Linked DNA regions of Mus musculus: region 2 is linked to region 1. A link is a contact called in public HiChIP or PLAC-seq data. All regions are on one chromosome and are shown on one strand. The core of a region is the stretch at or near the end of the contact, and the rest is flanking DNA. Distances in the headings are between cores, read along the strand shown.

The links. HiChIP or PLAC-seq counts read pairs in DNA pulled down with a chosen protein or histone mark.
Region 2: a contact with region 1 is called in a BATF HiChIP or PLAC-seq map of CD8 T cells, with 90 read pairs. The contact joins two enhancer-like sites. A contact is called at or near these places in 1 of 15 datasets of contacts at CTCF or cohesin (the NIH/3T3 cell line), 18 of 484 Hi-C or Micro-C datasets (the 3T3-L1 cell line, the Ba/F3 cell line, the C2C12 cell line and 13 more), 8 of 115 datasets of contacts at active chromatin or transcription factors (CD8 T cells, Th17 cells, embryonic stem cells and 4 more) and 1 of 9 other capture datasets (bone marrow-derived macrophages).

The regions. Positions count from the first base shown.
Region 1 is chr5:53,419,868-53,426,724 of GRCm38.p6, forward strand. No RefSeq gene overlaps it. Among named protein-coding and RNA genes, the nearest start is that of Gm40304, 120 kb to the right of the region's middle. Within about 2 kb of position 1,739, at least 42 of the 459 cell types and tissues checked have an H3K27ac peak or open chromatin away from gene starts, as enhancers often do. A contact at or near this core is called in the Ba/F3 cell line, CD8 T cells, the HPC-7 cell line and 6 more, where this site is marked.
Region 2 is chr5:53,489,007-53,496,650 of GRCm38.p6, forward strand. No RefSeq gene overlaps it. Among named protein-coding and RNA genes, the nearest start is that of Gm40304, 54 kb to the right of the region's middle. Within about 2 kb of position 2,320, at least 146 of the 459 cell types and tissues checked have an H3K27ac peak or open chromatin away from gene starts, as enhancers often do. A contact at or near this core is called in the Ba/F3 cell line, CD8 T cells, the HPC-7 cell line and 6 more, where this site is marked.

The DNA of each region.
Region 1 (6,857 bases), core at 489-2,988:
ACCTCAACTAAACACAACGGACATTTGGCTTTGTCAGTTTGGTTTGGATTGGGGCTTCTTGAGACAGGGTCTTACTATGTAGCTCTTGCTGGAATGTGCTATTAAGAGCAGGCTGGCCATGCATTGCAGTGATTCTCCTGTCTCTGCCTTCTGAGTTCTAAGATGACAGGCATGCACCACCACACCCAGCTCACAGGGTATTTCTTACAGGAAAGGAAGGAGGATTCAGAAGGAAAAGCCAGGAATCCTCAAGGAATTGCCAAGAGCCATGGAAAACTACTCACAAGAAGCAGAAACACACAACCAATCCAGGGACATTCTCTGGCCCAGGCGTCAGGGCAAAATGGTAACATGTGCCCAGTGGAATTCCAGAATTGCTCACAACAGTGGTGCTTGCCCGTCCTGTGTGCTCTCGACTTTATGGCTTTCTTCTGCATCCTCTCCCACAACAGGTTCTTCGTTTGTGATATAACTTGCCATCTTGACCCAGAGGGATCATGATGCCTCCTCCTTTAGCAACCACACAGAAGCAACTGCTGAGAAACAGTATTAGGGAGTAGAGGAGAGACTGCTATATTATAGTGACGACTTGGAGCTGATTCCATCATGGAATGAGGATTTGGGCAGGTGCGAGTGCTAACCACTGTCAAAGGCAGAAGGGTAACCATGACAGATTATCACCTGTGTCTGCCACCCATTCCCTCTCTCTGCCTGAAATGCCACCTCATAAAGATGTAGCTCTCTTCCTTGTGTGCTTGTCTTGACCAAGCAGGGGCATCCGGAAGTTTTGAATCCCTCTGCCTGATGAGCACTGGCAGCTTTATCCTTGGGAGCACTGGTAAAGCACAGGCCCATTTTCAAGAAGCAGAATGGGGAGATTGCTTAAGATCTCTTGAAGGGAGGCTCAGGCCATCAACTGTCAGTTCAACCTGAGCTCCCAGCCAGTGGCTAGAACTAATGTCCAGCCATGTTAGTAAGGCTATTTCTGAACAACCATCCACCACCACTACCATCCCCACCCTGACTCCCTCGCCAATACCACAGACACATGAGCACTTAATTAAGCCACAGGATCTTAGGGACAAGAATTTGTTGCAGTTTGAAACCACAAAGTTTTGGTTGGTTTGTTGTGGCAACAGGGGACTAAAACAGAAGATAAGAGAAACTCTAGGGAGACTTAAGAATCTTAGGTAGCTATATGGATAGCAGAGATGGCAAAAGGAGCCAGAGAAAGAGGAAGGCACCTAGCAATAGCAAGTGCACATGAAAGTGGAGGATGCTTGCTTCAAAACAAGAAGAAACTCACTCACAGCATCAGAAGTCTCCGAGGACCCCAGAAAGATGATGAACAAACATAGTGGCAATCCACCCTCATCTTTAATAAAGTGACTCCATTGGTGGCCATTGGTAAACAGTGTCAGCAAAGCAGTGGCCACCAAAGCCAATGTCTGGGGTTAAAGAGACTTCTAGCAGGGCCCTTGACTTGCTAGACAGTGACAACAGGAGGAGACAGCAGGCGCAGACATCCTGCCATCAAGTTATCTCTAAAGGAAATGAAAGTAATAGGACATTTGATAAATGAGGCCATGAGGTCAAGGGGAGTTTTACATTAGCGCTTCAATACTTTCCACTCCACCTCCAGGTTGGACTTTTTGTAAATGGGTACCTTAGGGCTGGCGTGTGGCTGCAGCTGTGGTTGGTTCGTGAGGTTCTGGAGGAAGCTGGGGCATGTAGATATGATGGTGGTGGTGTGTGGGGTGAGGGGTGTAATGCTGGGTGTTCAGATGAGCCATGTGTCATTAAGCAACTATAGCAGTGTGTTACTTCAGAGTCTCCTCCTCCTCTGTTCTAGAGGGGACATCCTGGAAGATGCTGAAGAGCCTTCTAGGATTAATATTCAAGTTCAAATGTTTCTAGGTGTGACAGTTATACTTTGTTCTCAAGGCTAAAGCAAAAATCTAGTGTGTGAATATCAGTTAAATATTCTAGTGTATCAAACAAAACGTTGGCTCTCACAGCCAGCACCTAAACCACATTAACAGTATTATTCCTAGCCCAGAGCCTATGGTGCAGATCTTTGGTAGAATGTATTCAATAATGTGCTAGGTCCCTCCTGAGACTCTAAGGAGCCAGAGCTACCCAACATTCGTCATTGCAGATGTTTACCCCATTCAGAAGAGAGAGACCCATAGACATACCCAACATTAACCAGGATAGCAACTAAAAGAGGGGAGTTGGAAGTCAGGGCTAGTAAGTACAGATTATCTCCTCAAAGGATGTCTAGTCCTTCACTTGCAGGGGCTAAGAGGACAAATATTTATCACTTAAGGCATTGCAAAGGCAAAATGTACATGCCAAGACCTTCGATATCCCTCTTCCAAATGGCCAGCATTTTCAAGCTTTCTTTTGTTCCTGTTCATTGATATTGGAGGATGTTATCTGCTTTGGCTTCTTTGCTATTTCTAATTTATACTTTTGTCTTTGCTTTATGGGACACTTCAAAGTGTTGTTGCACTTCTTTACATATGTGTGTACATACATGGGCACACACTTGGCCATGACACACATGTTGAGGCCAGAGGACAATTTGCTGTCTCTCTCTACCATGTGGGACCCAGGGATCAAACTAGGTTGTCAGGCTTGGCAGCAAGCCCCTTTATCCACTGAACCATCCTATGAGCTCACGACAGTGTCCTTTTCTTCCCAGGCACAAAGAAGGAGCAAGCTAGAGAGTTAAGCGATGTTCTCACCATCAGGAAAGATCTTAGTTGGAGTTACCAAACTTTTCCTTTGGAGAAACAAAAGAAATTAGGAAGATAAATCTTATGTCTCTCATGACTACCTGCTCCCCCTCCCCCAACCTCACTCCGCAATCCTAATATATAATATCAGCGTTCTCCTTGGAGTATCAAAATGAGGCAGGGAGAATAACCCACCAGCTGCACTGTCTCTATAGTGGGAGGATGTGTGTGAGCATGCAAGTGGAGAGAACACTGCAGATCTGGGGGGGACAGGGACTTGTGGTAACATAGTTGGAAGCTCTGGGGTGCCTCTCAGGGTCGCTATCATTGTGCACTGTGCCGTGAGATGGTCCTTGCTGCCTTTACTTTCCAATTGGTCACCAGCTTCTGCATTAGTGTGATAGTTAACAATATGAACGCTTAAGACAAGGGACTTCATGTCAGCTCCTGTCCCTAAACCCTTACCAGTGGCTGTGGGACTTTGTATGGTTTAACTTATCATTCTCACGCTGTTAGCACCTACCATAGGAAGCTCTTGCATGAAGTAGTACACATGAGAGTAGAGGGGAGAGCTTGACCCATACTAAGAGCTACATCTACTCCTCCTTGCTAATACTTTTTGAGCTTCACATTTTGGGTGGAAGGGGGATATGACAAAGAGCCAGGTTCTATCACACAAGAAACAAGATGAGAACAAACGAACCAGCTTGAGACAAGTCCTACCTGACATTTTCTTTCTTTTTTTTAAAATTAGGTATTTATTTCATTTACATTTCCAATGCTATCCCAAAAGTCCCCCACCCGCTCCCCCACCCACCCACTCCCAATTCTTGGCCCCGGCATTCCCCTATACTGAGGCAGATAAAGTTTGCATGACCAATGGGTCTTTCTTTCCACTGATGGCCGACTAGGCCATCTTCTGATACACATGCAGCTAGAGATACGAGCTCTGGGGGGTACTGGGTAGTTCATATTGTTGTTCCACCTATAGGGTTGCAGATCCCTTTAGCTCCTTGGTTACTTTCTCTAGCTCCTCCATTGGGGGCCCTGTGATTCATCCAATAGCTGACTGTGAGCATCCACTTCTGTGTTTGCTAGGCCCCGGCATAGTCTCACAAGAGACAGCTATATCTGGGTCCTTTCAGCAAAATCTTGCTAGTGTATGCAATGGTGTCAGCTTTTTGAGGCTGATTATGGGATGGATTCCCAGATATGGCAGTCTCTAGATGGTCCATCCTTTTTTCTCAGCTCCAAACTGTGTCTCTGTAACTCCTTCCATGGGTGTTTTGTTCCCAATTCTAAGAAGGGGCAAAGTGTCCACACTCCCTGAGATTCCACCTCACACCAGTCAGAATGGCTAAGATCAAACATTCAGGTGACAGCAGATGCTGGCAAGAATGTGGAGAAAGAGGAACACTCCTCCATTGTTGGTGGGATTGAAAGCTTGTACAACCACTCTGGAAATCAGTCTGGTGGTTCCTCAGAAAATTGGACATAGTACTACCAGAGGATCCTGCAATACCTCTCCTGGGCATATATCCAGAAGATGTTCCAACCGGTAAGAAGGACACATGCTCCACTATGTTCATAGCAGCCTTATTTATAATAGCCAGAAACTGGAAAGAACCCAGATGCCCCTCAACAGAGGAATGGATACAGAAAATGTGGTACATCTACACAATGGAGTACTACTCAGCTATTAAAAAGAATGAATTTATGAAATTCCTAGGCAAATGGATGGACCTGGAGGGCATCATCCTGAGTGAGGTAACCCAATCACAAAGGAACTCACACAATATGTACTCACTGATAAGTGGATATTAGCCCAGAAACTTCGAATACCCAAGATATAAGATACAACTTGCTAAACACATGAAATTCAAGAAGAACGAAGGCCAAAGTGTGGACACTTTGCCCCTTCTTAGAATTGGGAACAAAACACCTACCTGACATTTTCATACTACTTCTCACCCACCACTGCTCCTCCTGCTGCAGAACCCCGCCCTCCCCATGGGCATCCTGGCTTACTTCCTTTCTTTTATGGTCCCTGTGTGTGTGTGTGTGTGTGTGTGTGTGTGTGTGTGTGTGTGTGTGTGTGTCCCCGTCCATTCATTTAGACTTTGCTCCTTGAGATAGCCTTCATTTTCTGAGCCAAGCCTTCTTCAGTGTGCTGGAAAACAATGGGGATCCCATAAATTTTCTAAAGAGAGATAGATTGTCCCAACAGCAAATTAAATGAGACAGTTTCTAGATAGTTTCTAATGCTAAACCTGCAGTTCTGGTCATTAGACAGCAGTGGTTGAAATTGACCTGGGGAGCCAGTCCTTCATGCTGGGTGCTTGGTAAGGTCTCCTGAGGATGGAACAGAGGCTCGGAGGATAAACTGCTGAGAGGAGGCTGGTGCTGAGCTGCGTGTTCTCAGAGAAACACTGTGCAAGGACAGCAAGAGTAGGTCCAGACTCTGGGTGTTTGCATTATTAAAGGATCGGGGGGCTAGGTTCAGGGAAAGAGCTAGAGTGGAGGATGTGCCGTCAAGAGATAAAGTGTGGGGATGGGCAGAAGCTGATCCGTTGCCACTTTTTACTGTTCTTTCCTTGTGTCTTTCTTTTCAATAGAAAAAATACTTTATTTTGAATTAGGCAGTGGTGGCATGTGCCTTTAATCCCAGCTCTTAGGAGGGGCAGGTAGATGTCTTGTGTTCCAAGCCAGCCTGGTCTACAGAGAGAGTTTCAGGACAGTCAGGACTACACAGAGAAACCCTGTCTTGAAAAACCACACACTACTACCACCACCACCACCACCACCCCCACACACACAACAGCAGCAACCCTTGGTTTTCATTTGGCACATCATAATTGTAGGAACAGTCAGGTGCAATGTGATGTTTTGACACACACATACATAAACTGTTCAAAATCTTCTTCTATCGATTTTAGAACACACAGTTCCTTACAGTTGACTACAGTCACACTGTGTGGGGAAGAGCAGCAGGCCAGACTCCTGCAACTGAGCTGTGACTTTCCACCAGTCACCAACTGTTGCTGGTGGCAGAGTAAATGAGATTCAGCATTAGAAGCCAAAAGGACACCGAGGCAGCAGTCTGATCTCAGTGGATAGAAACATCTGGTAAGACATCAGACAGTTTCACTGTAGGAAAATCCTAGTCCATCTATTTTATGTCATTTCTGGAGAACTTTACAGGAAAAGAAATGTACCTTCCCAAGGTGTGACAGGGTGAGGCATAGAGCCTAGGGCCTGGGGTGGAAATGCCACTGAGTGTGGCTGGAGGAGAGACAAGCCTCACCTCAGCCTGGGGCTGAAGGCAGCTTTCCCCAGAAATAAGGAAATAAAACTGACTCTGACTGGCAGCCCTTTCCTTTGCTCCTGGGTTTATATAACACACCCTGGTCCCTAGGTGTGGACCCAGTGATGAACAACATAGATGCCCACGACAGATGGGGCTTCACTGAATGTACTATGGGAAACTCCTACATTCCTAAATTCACCAACAAAAATATGATGAGTATTCTAAGTGATTTGTACATGATTCAGCAGAGTTTAAACAACCCAGGAAACGACCATGCCTTTTTTGCAGAGTCCTAAATTAAGTGTCTAATAAAAAGAAAACAACCCATTGTTCCACTGTTCCTTTTCTTACTTGCTTGCAGTCCTTGTGAGATCAATAATAAAACACAAGTTCTTACAACCTCCTTATACTGAAGCTACACTTCAAAATAAGTTTCTCTCCTCGCTAAAATGATGTTCCGTTCAATAACTGCTGCAAGCAACGAATCAATTTACCCTAGACTCCTGGATTTCCACACTGCTAAGCATTATGGGGGTGAACTCAGCTACTCACATTTGTGGTTCCTTTAGCCCTTCTCCTCCCTGAATGCAGAGAGAGGACAACTTTTCCCTTACTAATGGAGCCATTCTTCAGACAGAAAGATACACAGAGAAAGACACAGAGAGGGAGAGAGTTATCTCATGAGTTTCAGCATGGGGCACAGGGTGTGGGAGTAGCCTGAAATGAATTTGACTTTCATAATGGAGAAAACTCGAAAGTACAAATGCTTATCATGTATCAAGCATCAACTAGATGTTCCAAACATCTGA
Region 2 (7,644 bases), core at 1,070-3,569, 70 kb after region 1:
GAAATATTGAGCTATTCCTGTGTGCCCCTGACTACGGACCCAGTAGAAGTGAAATCATCTGTAGAAGAAGTTGTACGCAGACGCTTGCCGCAGCCTGGCTCGCAGCTACTCCCAACCTGGAAGTGACTAAACATCCATCAGGCCACCGGTGAAGGGGGTATAAATGAGATAATACAACACGACAGAATATTCCTCAGCAAGAAAGAGAGATGGAGCATCGATGCGTGCCCTGGAGTGATGGACCCGGGAAACATGATGCTAAGTGGAAGCAGCCTTTGGCTGAAGGCCCCAAAGTGCATGACTTGTTCATGTCCAATCCCAGAAGAGGCAAATGCTCAGAGACAGAAAGCAAGTTAGCGTTTGCCTGAGACTGAGGCAAGGAGACATGCGGCTGTGGGTGGGTCTGGTGTAATAGAGACAGTCCTTGATTTATTGTTATAATTTTTCACACCTCTTGAGCATATCAAGATTTTGAATTATTAAAATATACACCCATTTACATGAATAGATAGATTGTATAATTGCAGTAAATGATAGATGTTGATAGATAAGTAATTGACGGGTGATATGTAGAGGGTTAGATAGGTAGATGGATGGATGGATGGATGGATGGATGGATAGGTAGATAGATAGATAGATAGATAGATAGATAGATAGATAGATAGATAGATAATAGACACATACAGCCAGGTGCATATATCAGCTGGGAAATTCTAGTTATCTAAGAGTTATAGCTACATAACATCTCCCCCTTTTAAATAAGGTATGCATCTAGCTTTTCACAGTCTGCTTCATTCCCATAGCCTAACTCACAAATGTGTGCACTTGCTCAAAGAATGTTGAAGTTAGAACAGATGTCAGTAGATCACCCAAGCTACCTGAAAAGGTGCCTTCCCGAGACCTGAGAGGTTCTGAACATGAACTCTCTCACCCATCACTGCCATTGATGATGTCACTATCACCACTGATAGCATCTATATGATGACTCCAAGATTACGAACTGTTTCAAATACTATCTTTTGGGTGTCATCTACCTGGAAATTACATATCACGGCTTGTCCTGGGAGGTAGGATTCAACTCCCATGCTTTCTGTGTAGGAAAGACTTTCAAAACCACATGGAGTTAAATCACAAAACAGATACCAGCACTGAGATGCGGTGGGTATGTGGCTGTTCACCAAGTATCTTCAACATCACAGTATCCTCGTTTAGCCTGCGCCAGGCTCTGTTATCCTGGACCGGTCACCACATTACTACTCTGTCATGGAAAACCCTTCCTCCTTCATGATAAATCCATGCACGGAAAGATCTCTTGATACACAGGAGCCCAAAGGGGTGATGATTTACATGCTGATGTTATCTAACTGTCTCTGCAAAAATCCTGTAAGATTTCTTAATTATTTCATTACACGGGAGGATAGAGAATAGCCGTATAAATAAGGTGAACTATAACCTAATTTTCCTTTTGCGATGTATGGTAAAGAGTTTGGTTGTCCCAAGACTGGTTACAACAGTCTCTGCTCAGTAGCTGGAGAGGGAGAGAGAGAGAAGTGGTCAGAGCAGGTCTCTGACTCCAGCATTCACTAGTTGTAGTACACGTGAGGATACACATGCCTGACCTCTGCTCTAGCGCTGTACCAAGCAGGCAACCACACAGGATGGACCCTCCATCCTTGCCCAAACTGCTCCAGATGTGCTCCTCCATCCAGCCCAGCTAAGGAAGAGTCACCGGAGGCCAGGAAATTCTACTCATTTCACGAGATGAATGTAATCAGGAGAAAGACAGCCGAAGAGCCAGCTCACCGTGACTCATCTGGCTTCAGAGAACATTGTCAGTGGTCCTAGCAACACACGCCACTGCCAAGAGCCATTTCATTTGATCTCTGAACTGATGCTTAAACCACAGATTTCCTGGGCCTGAGGCCTCCCAGGAAATGGAACCAAACAGTGGCTGATTCATGTTTCCTCTGAGGGCAACAGGAAAAGTACCTGCTACAGAAACTGCAGGCTGCCCTGAGCTGTGGCTTAGGCCTCCTCAGAGGGCAGGGGCCCCATCAGTCACTGTCTTCCTCAGAAAGAGGAGTCTGAGAGGGCAGGCCAGAGGCATCAATGTTCATGATTGGCTGTGTTAAGTCAGCCTCTGACTGTACCAGGAGAAGATTCTCTCTCTCTCTCTCTCTCTCTCTCTCTCTCTCTCTCTCTCTCTCTCTTTCTCTCTTTCTATCCTCCCCTCCCTTCCCCTCCCCTCTCTCTTCCTCCCCCAACCCTGTTTCCATGTTTCTGATAAGGCTATAGCTCCTTGTCTTACACACAGCATCAGTGTACTCTGACTGCTGACTATATCTACAACCCACATTTGCATATTTGTTGTCTGCTCCAGGACAGCAGGACTTTGGACAGATAATAAGTATAGGTGATGCTCCTACCAGATTTTTGACACATTAATTCATTTATTTCTTGCAACCTTATAATGGAGAAACAATAGTTTTTATTTTTCAGGTGACAAAACCTAGGCATAGAGAAAGACTTGGCTTACCCATTTCCCCAAACCCTGGGAGCTGTGCAATCCCAGGCCACCAGACTCCAGCCTGAACTTTCAACCAGAGTGACAGCTCTGTAGCTAATTTTTAAAAATTAATTAAAAGGTCACACTCATTTCACAGAAGACATTCAAATTCTTGCTAAGGTACCCCAACTATAAGACCCTCTAGAATTCAGGGAGCTGCTTAGCCATAAAGCTAGCATAATCATATTACTTCTTAACCTGTTAAAGAAAAAAAATGTATAGCATACAATATGCCATCCTAACTGCCTTGAGGCACACAGTTTGTGGCACTAGGCACATGCACATTGTTGTGCAACCATCATTTCTTCCCTTACCTTTTGACTTTTCAAGGCACAGTTTCTCTGTGTAACTGGCCTGGCTGTCCTAGAACTTCCTATGTTGATCAGGCTGACCTTGAACTCATATAGAGATCCTCCTATCTCTGATGGGATTAAGACTTACCACATCCAGCTGTAACCATCACCTCTTTAGAGTGTTTTCATCTTCCCCAACTGGAAATCCGTATGCCTTGAACCCCCTATTTCTATAAAATCTAAATAAAGAAAAGAGGAGAAGAATCAGCCATGTGGGAGAACTTGAGAGGGTCATGGTAAATCTTGCCTTGGAAATGTGTCCTCTCAGAAAATGGGTGTTCTTGTGACGTTGGAGATCTTAGTGTCTTTGAGAGAGGGGGAGAGCTTATATTCATTGTGTGTCTCGTTGCCGTAACAGAATACCTGACATAGATTCTCAGTCGTTAGACCAGAAGCCAGGATGGTATGACTGTGAGGTAACCCAAGGGCAGTAGAGGTGGGGGAGGGGCCTCAAGTGGAGCTGTAGGAAATGGGGGAGGCGAGGGATTCCCTGAAAATGAGCTCTTTACTCCAGATCCACAATGCTTATGAATTTCCTGATTATAGATCCTCAATTTCTGCAACAGAAGCTCTGCCTCAGACCTGCACCTCCAAGAGCCTGGCAAATGTTTTCTTTTTAAGGTAATGAAGACATTTAGGAATCAGATAGCAGTGCTGGTCATATAGCCTGGGACAGTACCGAAAGCCACAGAACTCTGTGCCCATGGGGAGAGTAATATGTAAACTCATCATCAGAGCCTGTGCCCTGGGAATTAATTCTGCTGCCCACCGGAAACTGGGATGGTGCCTCAGACCCTCCAGCAAATTCCCACGTCAACTTTAAGTGGTTCTCCCCTTAAAAGTTTTAAAATTGCATTTATATTTATATTTACACATGTCTGCACATGTGTACATGCCATGGCATGTGTGTGGAGATAAGAGGACAGCCTGTGGGGAGCTATGGTCTCCTACCATGTGGGTCCCATGGATCAAACTCAGGTCCGCAGGCACTGCAGCCCATTCCTGTACCTTCTGAGCCATCTTTCCAGTCCATGATTCTCACTTAAGCCCTGGCACCCTTTCTCTACCTCAAGGGCAGAGCCTCTTGACCCGGGAGTGGGTGCATTTGCCATCCAGAAGCCTGAGACAGTGCCAGGAAATAGGGTCTGGGATTCAGTAGAAAAGCCCTAGGAAATACATTTTCTAATCACAGTTCTGAAACAGATTTCGAACTTGGGTGGCATGGCTGGCACCTTCCTCAGCTTCCTCGGCCTCTAGGCAATGAGTAGGTTAGTACTCGGTGTGCTGCAGCCTGTTTAGTCCTTGAGACTCCTTGAAATTGGCAGTGTTGTTATTGCGTGAGGATACTGAAGCAGAGGACAGCTAACTCAATGCCCAGAGCTCTTGGAAGCTCCAAGACATAAGCCTTAGCAATTGGCTGCCGATGTCTGTAGGATTCTCCCCTCCCCGTGGTAGGAACACACAAGTCCCTTGACTGTCCTGGCCTTCAGACAATAGCTGAGATGCTGTTTCACTTCAGAAGCCTTCTGACCCTTGATCATGCTGCCTCTCTTTTATCTTCTGGTGTCCCTGTTCCCCCTCTGACATGCTCACAGCAGGAGACATCCTATTTTTCCCAGCTATGGCCTAGACTGTAAGTGCTGGGAGGAAAAATATCACTCCTATCTCTTCTCAGATACACAAAGTGTTCCAAAATCAAATTGGGCGAATGAATGAATGAATGAATGAATGAGTGAATGAAATTACTTGCTATCTTTACTTTCAAGAGCCTTTTCAGTGTCTGTCTACACTATAACTTCAAAAACAATTTTTGGAACCTCATTCAGCTCCTTACCAACAATGTCCAGAGTGTAAAGATCCCCATACCTAAGTAGGCTCTCTTTCCAAAGGCCTGGTGCTTTTCTAATTCAGTGACTCAGACTGGTTGGCTGGTTTCTGCCTCTGGGGTCCTGCTTCTGGTTCTAATTGTGGTCCCAACGTTGTAGTGCAATTAGGATGCTGGAGATGGAAAGGGGATGGTGTAACTCGTGCTTCACTGGGTGACATAGCTGGGGAGGTATTTCCTAATTCCCTCTGTGGTACTCAAGGTTCGGGAGCATCTGCTCTTTCCTGACGACTTATTGCCAAAAGCATGTCAGGAACCTCCCTTCACATGTGCCGCAGCCCTCTCCCCTCAAGGTGACGTCAGCAGGACCCTAAGGACTAGGTGGGCTTTGCCTCCAATTCCCAGTTTCACTCCCGTAGTTGCTTTGCTCTGAAGTAATTTTCAGTGCAGTGGGATGACTGCTCTGTGACAGGCAGGCATCACAAAAAGGTAACATTTCCTTCAAGCTCCAAACAAAATCACATCAATCTCAATCCTACAACCCAAAAGGTGAAGAGCTGCCAGGTTGCCCCGATGACCCGTGGTTTATCCTTGCTCAAACAGGGCTTGCACCATTCTGAAATTTGGGAGGGCCGTGACCTCCCACCACAGCCTGCTCTTTCTTTTCTTGATACCAGAGGATTAGTAAACCCCAGCGCTCAAGTTTCTCAGGTGCTCAAATCACCTCAGCGACTTGATTAGCCAGGGTTGACTTCAAGCCCTTCCCCAACAGTTTTCTCTCTTCCTCAGCCTCCCTCTCTTGAGTCACTCCTTTCTGGTAATTTTGTCAGTCGCCCTCCTTCATCTCTAACTTGAAGCTTGGGCAACCCTAGGCTTCCATCTTTAGATGTCCTATTTTTTCTCTCGTGGTATCCGTGAGCTGATCTGGATCGCAAGACCAAATGCCAGTTCTAAATCGGTCTCCACCTCCCACTTCTCCCTGAGGCTCTGAAGCTGACGGTCTACTGAACGTCTGACAGACACCGCGATGATTTCACGTGATTTGTCCCCTTTGGTGGTATTATCAATTTGCCTAGATGTAGAATAAGCGACAAGACTCATCTCTGGGCGTGTCTGTGAGAGTGTTTCCAGAGAGATTTAACCGAGGAGGGAAGACCCACATGAATATGGGCAGCACTGTCTAATGAGTTGGAGCTCGTACTGAAAATGATCCAAGAGGCCAGTGAGATGGCTCAGCAGGCAGTGGCGCTTCCTGCCAAGGCTGGCCTCATGATGTCGGTTCTCAGAACCTACAAGGCAGAAGGAGAAAGCGGCTTCCACAGGTTGTCTTCTGACTGCCATAGCAATCCCAGAGCACTGGAGAAGGACCTTGTGACTATATGTCATGTGGGACTCACTCCAACAGGGAAAGAAGGTTTGACTTCTTTTCTTCTAAGGCACAGGCCAGTGTCACACCTGCCATTCCCTCAAAAATGCCTTCATCTCCACAAGGCTAGGGAATGTGGTGCCACAGTGGCAGTGATAGGACAATTTAGGTCACCCTGCCCCCTCCCCAAATTATCTGTCTCTCTCTTATCACTCCTCATTCTGCCCTCACAGGTCAGTTTGCATCCCTTTGAACAGATGTATTCTGTGTGACAGTCATACAGGTGATGTTCTGGTCTTGAAGTAACCTGTCCCTTGCTCTGTAGCTTTAACTGTGTTATTTAGACATTTTCTCTAAAAATGATCACATTGAGTCAAATATAATGAGGATTCTTTCGCGTCCTGAGAGTCAATGACTAATCTATTCTTTTTGTTGCGGAAACAATCAAAACCACAGTTGTGCTTTGGGAATGATGACTGTCTCAGGAGAACCGATCGGTTCAGAGAAATGAGGCCCTTGAAGGCAGGACATGGGGGCAGGGTCTTGAGTGTTCTGTGGAATAGACTTGAAGAGTTGGAGAATGGTTGGCAGAGGAGGCCAGCCCACAGGTCTTGGGACCCGTGAATGAGCAGCATCTGTGCTGGTGACCATGTGTTTATGGGCATGGGAGGCTCTGCCAGTCATCCACTAGGGGTGGGACTCTGGGCAATCCTGATAGGGATGGTCTTGAAGAGAGGTAGCACAGTAGGAGAAAATGACCTGGGAGAGATTCACTGTTGCATCCATGCTAGAAATGGTTCTGCTGTGCCATAAGGACCCACAGCAGAGTCTACAAGGTGTTTCTTCTCGATTTCTTCAATGCAAACACTGTGAGTATGGTTAGATACAGCATACAAAGTTCCTTATGCAAGTACGGTAGACAGTCAGTACTCAATCAATATCAACAGAAGTCATATTTCCTCTCTACCATACGGAGCATAGCACATCCTTACCGAGTAGGGCTAAAAAGTAGTCCCAGACATAACAGAGACGTGGTCAGAAAGCTGTGGGAATCTGGCAGGCATGGAGTTGGTGACCTCTGCAAAGGGATGTGCCAAGATCGCAGCCTCACTGTCAGGGGTGTTTCTAGTGGCCGTGTGGCAGTATAACATTGATGCAAAGGCCAAGGGCTCCTGCTGCCCACCGGGAGCCCAAGGATGGAGTCAGCCAACAGACTCTCAGAAGACAGACACATGCAGTGAGAGTTCTTTATCTGGCCTTTCCCAGGCAATGGCAAGGGTGTGCCCACATGTAGCAAAGACAGAGAGCACTGTGCCAACTGCTGAAGTGTACCACGATGCTCTCATAGTGCTGGTGGGGCAGCACTTAGTTTGTAAGGCAAACAGGTGGGACACACCTTCAGTGATCGGGCCAAAGGCAGAGCAGGGATTCCTGTTGAGATTTTCTTAGTAGCCTTCCCCTCCCCAACCTCCACAGGCCTATGTAACAAAGGGGAATCCGCAACTTGGGTCTGCAGAGGCAGGCGATTCAACAC